Linked DNA regions of Sus scrofa: region 1 is linked to region 2. Evidence: chromatin contacts called from public HiChIP or PLAC-seq data. All regions are on one chromosome and are shown on one strand. Each heading gives the region's core, a stretch centred on a gene start, on an enhancer-like site or on the middle of the called end of the contact. The rest is flanking DNA. Distances are from core to core; before and after follow the strand shown. Region 1 overlaps MTUS1 (microtubule-associated tumor suppressor 1). Region 2 overlaps PDGFRL (platelet-derived growth factor receptor-like protein).

The links. HiChIP or PLAC-seq counts read pairs in DNA pulled down with a chosen protein or histone mark.
Region 1: a contact with region 2 is called in an H3K27ac HiChIP or PLAC-seq map of skeletal muscle. The contact joins two enhancer-like sites. A contact is called at or near these places in 1 of 5 promoter capture datasets (liver), 15 of 47 Hi-C or Micro-C datasets (adipocytes, embryonic fibroblasts, fibroblasts and 6 more) and 1 of 2 datasets of contacts at active chromatin or transcription factors (skeletal muscle).

Annotation. Positions count from the first base shown.
Region 1 is chr17:5,384,973-5,390,077 of Sscrofa11.1, forward strand. The region is part of intron 5 of MTUS1 (microtubule-associated tumor suppressor 1); the gene reads right to left. Among named protein-coding and RNA genes, the nearest start is that of PDGFRL, 110 kb to the left of the region's middle. Within about 2 kb of position 1,564, at least 23 of the 83 cell types and tissues checked have an H3K27ac peak or open chromatin away from gene starts, as enhancers often do.
Region 2 is chr17:5,322,845-5,327,706 of Sscrofa11.1, forward strand. PDGFRL (platelet-derived growth factor receptor-like protein) reads left to right here. Exons shown (of 6, transcript XM_021077996.1): 4 at 2,418-2,711; 5 at 3,899-4,038. Among named protein-coding and RNA genes, the nearest start is that of PDGFRL, 46 kb to the left of the region's middle. Within about 2 kb of position 2,602, at least 9 of the 83 cell types and tissues checked have an H3K27ac peak or open chromatin away from gene starts, as enhancers often do.

The sequences.
Region 1 (5,105 bases), core at 314-2,813, 61 kb after region 2:
GAGCAGACTTGTGGTTGCCGAGGGGGAGGGGGAGCAAGTGGGGTGGACTGGGAATTTGGGGTTAGTAGATAAAAGTTATTACGTTTAGAATGGATAAGCAATGAGGTCCTGCTGTATAGCACAGAGAACTATATCCAGTTACCTGTGACAGAACATGATGGAACGTAATTATGAGAAAAGAATGTATATGTATGCAGATCGACTATAATAAAAAAATTTTTAAGTACACTAAAGAAGCCTATATATGGTATTCTTCCATTTCTATAAAACAAAAAGGGATATGAAAAAAAATCTACATAGGTTTACACAGGACCAGAAAATTACTATCAAGATAAACAAGCACCCATGAGAGTGGCTGCCTCTGTGGGGAGGCTGGGTCCTGGGTAAGAAAGAGGCTCCCTTGGAGTGGCACAACCTCCCTACTGTTTGCTCTCCTTTTTAACCTGGAGCGTGGACTGTTTAAGTTAAAACTAAGTGCCATTACATTTGAGTAATTTAAAATAAAAAAAAAAAAGGTGCCATTGGGAGCTATTTTAGATTACACAAATTATTGCAAATACAAGGGCACTCTTATTTTTATTTTCTTCACCTTTTTATTCTTTAAGGTTGAAAAATGACAGTGGCACTTAGGCTGAAAAGCAGAGCCACTGTCTGCCTCTTCACTCTCTCCATTTCCCCTCAGCCATCAGCGACAGAGCAGGGAGAAGGCTGGCTGACTCCAGGGACAGGTCAAGGGGAGTTATGAAACACAGAGAAGAGATGCTGGAAAAAAAATGAGATTTACCCCCTAGGGAGGAGAGATGCCTCTGGGAAAATGGAAAGCAGTCAGCTAAAAAAAAAAAAAAAAAAAAAATTACTAGGGACAGAGAGGGAAAAGAAGACATGGAAGGGCCAGCTTGCATGTGAAACAAGAACACATCTATTTACAAACTCAAACGACCTTATCACAGTGACCGGGAACCAGCCCCCATCCAATGTAGCCACGCTCCAGTTTTCACAGCATAAAATCACCTTAACTTAGCATAGGTGCAATGGTATCTAAACACGAAGTAGCAATGGGAGATAAATGCATCCCCTGAAAGTAAGCACACAGGTTTCCATGAGCCTAAAATATACGCTGTGCTTATTTTCATCTCGAGCACAGAAAATAAAAAGCAGATACAAAAATAAACAGAGGCAGTTTTTATGATTATAAATATTTTCACCATGAAGTGTGGAAAACTTCACTTGTGGTTCATTTACTACCTTTCCCCAAACTCGAATTTGTTAGTTCAGAAATAGTGACAGAAATCTTTTAGCATACCAGATGAGCCTATCACATTCTCAGGGAGAAACTGAATAATGAAAAACTATAGAAACCCTGTCATTTCATCTCCTTCTCTAAAGGAGTCTTCTTAATTTACCTGTGTCCTATTCCAAAATCATGTGAAGTAAAATGTAATTTAACAGGTGTTAATTTTTCCAGATTCAGTTGGTGTCAGAAAGAAGAGCTGGGGAGCAGCCACGCAACAGTTCTGCTTTCAGCAAACAAACCAAGCACACCATCAGCTTGCAGACAGTCAAAGTATCGTACACTATGTGTTGAGACAAAAGAGAGAACTGCTTGTTTTTTACAAATTATGCCTCGTTCTCTCCTTAGAGCTTTCTCCTCCCAGTTATCTATCCCCTTAGAAAATTTCCGATAAACACCTGCAAATTAATCAAGATGTCCCCCATACAACAGTTAACAGAGACCTGGGCAAGACAAACCTGTGTGGAAAATGACAGTGCTTTTCCTAAACCCTGAAGGAAATGAAGATTTCGAAGCAGTCCTTTGGCTGTCAGCCGTACGTGAATGGTGGACAAGGAGAATTTGGGGGACAGCAACATGTCTTCAGAGCAGGTGCAAGGATTTCACAGCAGAATCAGCTTCCATGGACTCTCACATACTGTCTTTTTAAACCCAGCACTCTTCTCTGAGGCCAAGAAAGACAGAGAGAGGAAACGCGCCTACATGGCAAATGTCATCCCAGTGCACACACACACAGGAGACCAAAAAAAAAAAACCCAAAAAAACCCAGGGCTATCCAAGTGTTTCTGGCTTCTGTTTCCAGTCCCAGATGTTGCCAAAACAATGTTCTTCCTCTGAATAAAATCTCCTCTTAGCAGACCCAGCAGCCAGCAGCCTCTGAATTACATCACTGAACATGCTCATGGGTTGTTATGGTTTTCATCAGAGATGGTGAAGGGGAGGAGAAAGTGGGTGGTCTTAGGAGCTTTATATAACAACCAATAATGTCACGGATTCTGTAACGACTTGGAGGATCCTTAAGGAGAAATAACTACTTCAAGTGTCTATTTATTTAGAAATTAATTTAAAAAATTAAGACTTCTTTAATCTGTGTTCAGAGTTTTTAAAATGGTAATTATATTAACACTAGTAATACTGGGCATGTTTTCAGATATTTTACATGTAAACCTACATATAAACCTGATACCTGAGACAAAAAAATGTTAATGGCTTCAAGCCATAAATGTTCCCAATTACAATTTTCAATAAAATGTCTAGTGTAACACCTGGAACTAACAGTATTGTAGGTTAATTATACTTCAAAAAAAATCTTTTTCCTACAATATATTAATGATAGATTCATAAAAGGTTAAAGCTCAAATTTAACACTATTATTCTAAGGGCCACACTAATAACTAATGATAAAGCCTTGATACAACTTCTCCAACAGACATAATTTAATAGTTCCAGAGGAATAAAAATTAGTCAGAGAGGCAGTATTCTAAGGATGCTACTTACTGCATGACTAACAGCATTTAAAGGAAAATCAGGTAACCTCTCAAGATAGTAATGTTTTGAGACGAGGTACACCAGGAAAGTATGATTAGTGTTTATCTTTTATTGAGCTCTATTAAATGTTTGAGTCCTTTGTAAAAGTATATCAAAATAAGATGACAAAAACTAAAAGAAGCTGAAGAAAAATGCACCGGCAAAATACTCACGTAAGTAGAACTAAACTATTAGACCAATTATATAGCCCAAATTCTTAATATTTTTTAATTTTAAAAAGTACAAGAAAGTGGGAGTTCCCGTCACGGCTCAGTGGTTAACGAATCGACTAGGAACCATGAGGTTGTGGGTTAGATCCCTGGCCTTGCTCAGTGCGTTAAGGACCCGGTGTTGCTGTGAGCTGTGGTGTAGGTTGCAGATGCAGCTAGGATCTGGTGTTGCTGTGGCTGTGACGTAGGCTGGCGGCTATAGCTCTGATTAGACCCCTAACCTGGGAACCTCCCTATGCCGTGGGAGCAGCCCTAAAAAAAAAAAAAAAAAAAAGTAAGAGAAAGCAAGGTGTAAAAAATGATCTCTATATGTTTTCAAGATTTCCTATGAAAAAATGAAAGACTCAGTTACAGAAATGAATGTAGTTAACTGTTAACCACAAACAACCATTAAATGCCAGGAGAATGTGCAGGAAGCAGTTACTCTTCCAGAAATTCTACAGAGCATGTAGGGTATGAATAGGGAGGGAGATAGGCAGGAAAGGAACTTGTGAGGAACTCCTTCTCCCTTTGCACTCACCCCCAAACCTGCCATTTTAAAGGCTGTCAATACAACACTAACCCGGTAACTCTGCCGTGGCTTAGCCGTGGGACAGTCACAAGCTGGTCATACAGACGAGAGGTCTTGTAAACATGGCCCCCACGGCAACGGAAACACAAATAACCAAGGAAGTAAATATAGAATTAGATCTAGAATTAAATTAAATCTAGAAAAGCTACATTTGGGTGCTGCCTTTTCACTTTACCACAGTCTATTATTATTAAAAAACAAAAACCTAACACCTTTTTTTCCCCCAGATTCCACAATTAATGTACCAGAACCATCTTTCCCCCACCCGCCTCTCCAAAAGACCCCCCCAAAAAACTTGTAAAACTAAGATACTAATCAGCAATTACAAATTATAAATTAAAGCCATTATAGATAAGGGACTAAAGTTAAACACTGATATTATTTAAAATAGACATGACACCACCCTCTATAGGATTTTGTTGTTGTTGTTGTTGTTAAATAATAGTAAAGTCTAAATTATCCCAGTTAGAAGGGAGAAATGTGGTGGGGGAGGGATAAATTAGAGGGTTGGGACTGACATATACACACGACTATATATAAACTAGATAGGTAACAAGGACCTACTGTAGAGCACAGGGTAATCTACTTGATACTGGGTAATAACCTATATGGAAAAGAACCTGAAAAAGAACAGATATATGTGTAACTGATTTACTTTGCTGTGCACCCGAAACTAACACAACTTTCTAAGCCGACTATACGCCAGTAAAATTTATTTTAAAATAAAATAAAATTATCCTGATTAGAAGGGAAACCTTTAGGATGGACTACCCACGAGAAAAAATTAGTTAACATGCCACCAATTCATCACATTAATTAAAAATGTTTACTTGAACTATACCAAACTATATACCACTTACATTAAAGGTTATGTTGCTAATGATCTTTTAAAACAGGGGAACAAGGCTCTCTGCTTCTTCCTGTGAGTGATCCCATGTGCCCTGCAAGTGCCTCCCATCCTCTGGGGAACTCTTACAAAGGCAAACAACAACAAAAACAATCAGCAGAACAAGGAGTGCAAATAAAGAGAAGAAGCAGTGGCAGTCAGAAGCCAAAATAAAAGTCAAAAGAAATAGTCATACAGCAAAGCGCACGCCTGCTTGCGCTCGTGCTCTCTCTCTCTTTTTCTCTCTCACCACACACACACATACACACACACGAAGGTGTATCAGGTGAAAGATTAAGAACACCACTGGGAGTTCAGGGTTAGGAGATGCAAACTATTGCATTTGGAGGGGAGGGCGGGGGTAAACAATGAGGTCTTGCTGTATAGCACAGGGAACTATATCCAATCACTTGTGATGGAACATGATAGAAGATAATGTGAGAAAAAGAATGTATATATATGTATGACTGGGTCACTTTGCTGTACAGCAGAAATTTACAGAATATTTTAAATCAACTATAATAAAAAAATTTAAATATATATACAAAAACAAGCCAGCTCAAGCTGTGTTTCAATTATTTTCCAGACACAGTCTGCCCC
Region 2 (4,862 bases), core at 1,352-3,851:
TGAATTTGAACACACTATTTTTTTGGTCACTGGAATCTACTGATTGCAAATTTTTTTTTTTTCCTATTTGCTAAAGCAATTGGTGTGGTCACTTCTTTCAAAGCACGGATTATAGCACAAGAAGTAAGACCTCGTTTTTCTGTTCTGAAATTCAGACTGTGCACTTATTCTACTGGCTTTGCTCACTGGCTCAGGTTCTTCTACAAAACCTTAAAGCAAATGTTTCTGAATCTGATGGTCATAAATTGCTATCTACTCCAGATTTTCCTCTTTAAAAAGGGGGATGCTGAAGCATAGCGAGAGGAAGTGACACATTCAAGGTCATATGGACTCATTCTGTGTGAACAACAGGGGTATTAGCTACAACACTGACCAGGATGCCCTCGCCTAAGCCTGAGCGTTAATTTATCATGAAGTGGCACAGATCACCTGGCCTGATGTAAAGTGTTGAATAAGAAGGAGATTCATTGAACCATGACTCCATGTTAGCAAGCCGGGTACTCATAGCTACAGAACTCCTGATCCATGAAGGCATTTGCTGCTGTCTCCAGGAATTCTGTCCCCAACCTAAAACATACAACTATGACACAAAGAAATCTAGTGAAGAAAGCCAAGAATAGGAGTTCCTGTTATGGCTCAGCGGGTTAAGGACCTGATGCTTTCTCTGTGAGGATGCAGGTTCCATCCCCGGCCTCTCCTAGTGGGTTAAGGATCTGGCATTGCCACAAGCTGTGACTTAGGTGGCAGATGCAGCTCAGATGTGGTGTTGCTATGGCTGTGGTGTAGACTGGCAGCTGAAGCTCTGGTTTGACCACCAGCCTGGGAACTTCTGCAGGTGCGGCCGTAAAAAGAAAACAACAACAACAAAAAGCCAAGAGTAATTGAGGCATACTATAGGCAAAACATGGGAGACTATGTAACAAGTGTTGGGGTGTGATTCAGCTCAAAGATTTCTCTTAGCAATGACTATAATCTCTCACAGAATAATTCAAAAAACAATGTATGTAATTAATGTCTTATGCCCCAAGCAAAAAACAACCCCCCCCAACCCAATCCAGAGAGCCTTGACTGTCCAAAGGAAAGTAGGGGTAAACCAGGCCTCACTTTTTTATTTTCATTTTTGGCCACCCTGCCACATATGGCATTCCTGGGCCAAGGATCAGATCCGAGGTGCAGTTTCGACCTAAGTCACAGCTGCGCTATTGCTGGATCCTTGACCCACTGTGCCGGGCCAGGGATTGAACCTACAACCCAGTACTCCCAAAACACCACTGATCACTGTTGTGCCACAGCAGGAACCTCCCAGTCATCATTTCTATAAGTAAAAAAAAAAAAAAAAAGCCATCATCTGGAGCTTAAAGAACATGCAGTGATATCAAAGAAAACAGGAGGCTTGAAAGAAACTGGCTGAAGGTGCACAGTCCCATGGCAGCCAAGCAGAGCTCAGAACCCAAGACTAGTGAGTTCCTTGTCTGCTCCTGCTTGATGCCCTTTCCCTTGACCTTGGCAGGAATGAGGTCTGGGCTGTGAGGATGAGGAGAACCCCAGCACCCTTACTGGGCCCAACTCAGAGGAGCTCTGCTGAGCTGGGAAATACCTTCCTGAGCAAGGGCTGTGGGGCTGACTTCCCCAGAGACACAGTGGATGGCTGCCAGGCTTTAAGACTGCTCTTAACACAAATAAATCGTTCCCCTCCTGCCTCCGCAGGGGGGCAATATCTCAGTAGGGTAAATCCCACAGTGCGGTAATCCAATGGGCTCGATTTGGACTTAAACTAATACCTATTTTGTTTCTTTTAAGAAACAAAAGTTAAGTAAAAGCAAAAAAAAAAAAAAAAAAAAAAAAAAGAGTTTCCATTGTGGCTCAGAGGGTTATGAACCTGACTAGTATCCATGAGGACATAGTTTCAATCCCTGGACTCACTCAGTGGGTCAGGCATCCAGCGTTGCCGTGAGCACAGATGCAGCTCAGATCCCAAGTTGTTGTGGCTATCTGTGGTGTAGGCCAGCAGCTGCAGCTCTAATTCATCCCCTATCCTGGGAACTTCCACATGCCATGGGTACGACCCTATAAAAGCAAAAAAAAAAAAAAGTTAAGCATCACTCTTCTTCCAAAAAAGGAAAAGCATTTTTTTAAAGAAAAATCTTTTCAGAGTTCCCTGGTGGCCCAGTGGTTAGGATCTTGTGTTGTCACTGGTGTAGGGTGGGTTTGGTCCCTGGCCCAGAAACTTCCACATGGCGTGGGCACAGCCAAAAAAAAAAAAAAAAAAAAAAATGGCCTTTTCAATTCATAAGGACTCAGTATTCCAAGTATATTGCCAATCCCCTCTCTCATCTTTGTGCCTTGAATGTAAGAATCCTTTAAGCACTTTACCTTCTCTCTCCCAAATAAATAAGCCTGTGTCTTTCCCTTTGCAGAGAAAGGAGAACTCTTTGTACCTTCACCCAGTCACTTTGATGTTGTCTACTTGAACCCCGACAAACAGGCGGTGGTTCCTTGTCGAGTGACGGTCCTGTCGGCCAAAGTCACGCTCCACAGGGAGTTCCCAGCCAAGGAAATCCCCGCCAACGGAACGGACATTGTTTATGACGCGAAGAGAGGTTTTGTGTATCTGCAGCCTCACTCTGACCACCAGGGGGTGGTCTACTGCAAGGCAGAGGCCGGGGGCAAGTCCCAGATCTCGGTCAAGTACCAGCTGCTCTATGCAGAAGGTAAGGCTGCTGTGCACCCCAGCGAGATTGTAGTCACTTCTGGCTGCCAGTATCAGGGTACGGCCGTTCCCAGTGATGGATGGAAATGAGGCACAGAAGGCTGGTTTTTTGTTTTGTTTTTAAAAATGTTTTTCTTGGGAGTTCCCATCATGGCGCAGTGGTTAACGAATCCGAATAGGAACCATGAGGTTGCGGGTTCGATCCCTGGCCTCGCTTATTGGGTTGGGGATCCCGCATTGCTGTGAGCTATGGTGTAGGTCGCAGACACAGCTGAGATCCCGAGTTGCTGTGGCTGTGGCATAGTCACGGATGTGGCTAAGATCCCACGTTGCTGTGATTGTGGTGTAGGCTGGCAGCTACAGCTTGGATTAGACCACTAGCCTGGGAATTTCTGTATGCCGCGGGTTCAGCCCTAGAAAAAAAGACAAAAAAAAAAAAAATTTTTTTTTTTCATTTTACAGCTGTACCCACAGTGTATTGAAGTTCCTAGGTTAGGGGTCAAATTGGAGCTGCAGCTGCCGGCCTACACCACAATCACAGCAACGTGGGATCTTAGCCACAACTGTTGACTATGCCACAGCTTGCAAGACTGAATCCTTAACCCACTGACTAGGGCCAGGGATTGAACCTGCATCCTCAGGGAAACTATGTCAGGTTCTTAACCTGCTGAGCCACAATGGAGACTCCTCACAGAATGCTGTTTTTAAAGGCTCTTCCACAGAGGAGAAACCACAAACGTTTCTCCCAGTAGTAGATTCGGACTTCCTCCTTTCTGCACAGCTGCACACCTGTCTATTCACCTTCATCTTTCTGCTGTCCTCCCACCAGTCTGCCTTCCCTTCATTCTGCTTGCTCTGCCCCCATGTCCCTTCTTCTCCCTCGGCCCTTTTACTCCCTTCACAAGAGCCCCTGCCAGACCTCTGGGGCTCTTTTCCTCCTTCCAAGTGGGACAGCTACTGTCGGGGAGTCCTTGGATGACCACCCAGTGCCTAACACCAGGGCAGAGAGAGAGGTGGTGTCAGGGAGACCACAGGGGGTGGAGAGGGGAGGCACGATGCTAGATGGGAAGCTGCAGAAAAGCAGGAACGTTGCCTATCTGCCCAAAGAAGAGACTGGGTCTGTTGGTTTTTCTCTACGTCGTGCTCATAGATGTCACCTCTTGGGGCCTGCCCCCTGCCCACTCCCAGTTCCCAGCGGCCCTCCGTCAACAACCATCTTAGCATCGGCGAACAAAGTGAAAGGTGGGGATGACATCAGCGTCCTCTGCACTGTCCTTGGGGAGCCGGACGTGGAGGTGGAATTCAGGTGGATCTACCCCGGGCTGAAGGTACGCGTGTCCCAGTCTCAGCAGCCCGCTGAGCTCAGTGTTGCTCCCCACCCACCCCACCCCTGCCTCTCTGTGACATGGACCAGGACTTGAGAAGCATGGGAAATGTGTGGAGCTCTGGTAGGGCCAGGGCTTGCCTGTTCTCCTAAGATGGGTCATGCTATTTACAAATGGATTTTTCTTAAAGGACAGGAAAAAAAAAGTGACTGGTTCCATTAGACAATTCAGTCCATGTACCCTAGTCGTGTTATTTTCCCTCTTAGCGCTGAAGGAAGGGGCCAAGGGCATGAACAGGAAGGGAGGGACCTCCTTCTTTCTTTACCCCCAACCTCAGTCTTCATTCGGGGATGATTGGAAGTCCCTCTAACCTCCCCCTGGTATGTCTGTGTCCTCCTATGCAGGCTGGGCCTTGGCACAAGGCGCTTTGAGTAGATACCCAAGTGGTCATTAAACCCAGGACTTTGCAAAGGTGCTGTGAGGCCGAGCTCCTGTTAAAATAGACTTCCCATAAACACCACGCCCAGCACATTTAGCCTCTGGGCCTGTTCTGCTCGCTGAAATAAACAGCTTTGCTACCAACATGGAATAATCCCTTTGTTGCCAGAAGAGATTTGGCCTCCTCAGAGGTACTCAGGAGCCAATACACTTCTGGCTTGGGGACTGTGATGGGTGGAAAATAACTCTCCCCGGAGGGTGGTACTTTCTGGGTACCGGGTACTTGTTTTTAAAAAGCGCTGTCCCTATTTAGTAACCATTAATAATTTTCAGTACTTAAAAAAAAAAAATGTTGCTAATTACTGTGAGTAGAAAGGGGGATTCATTTC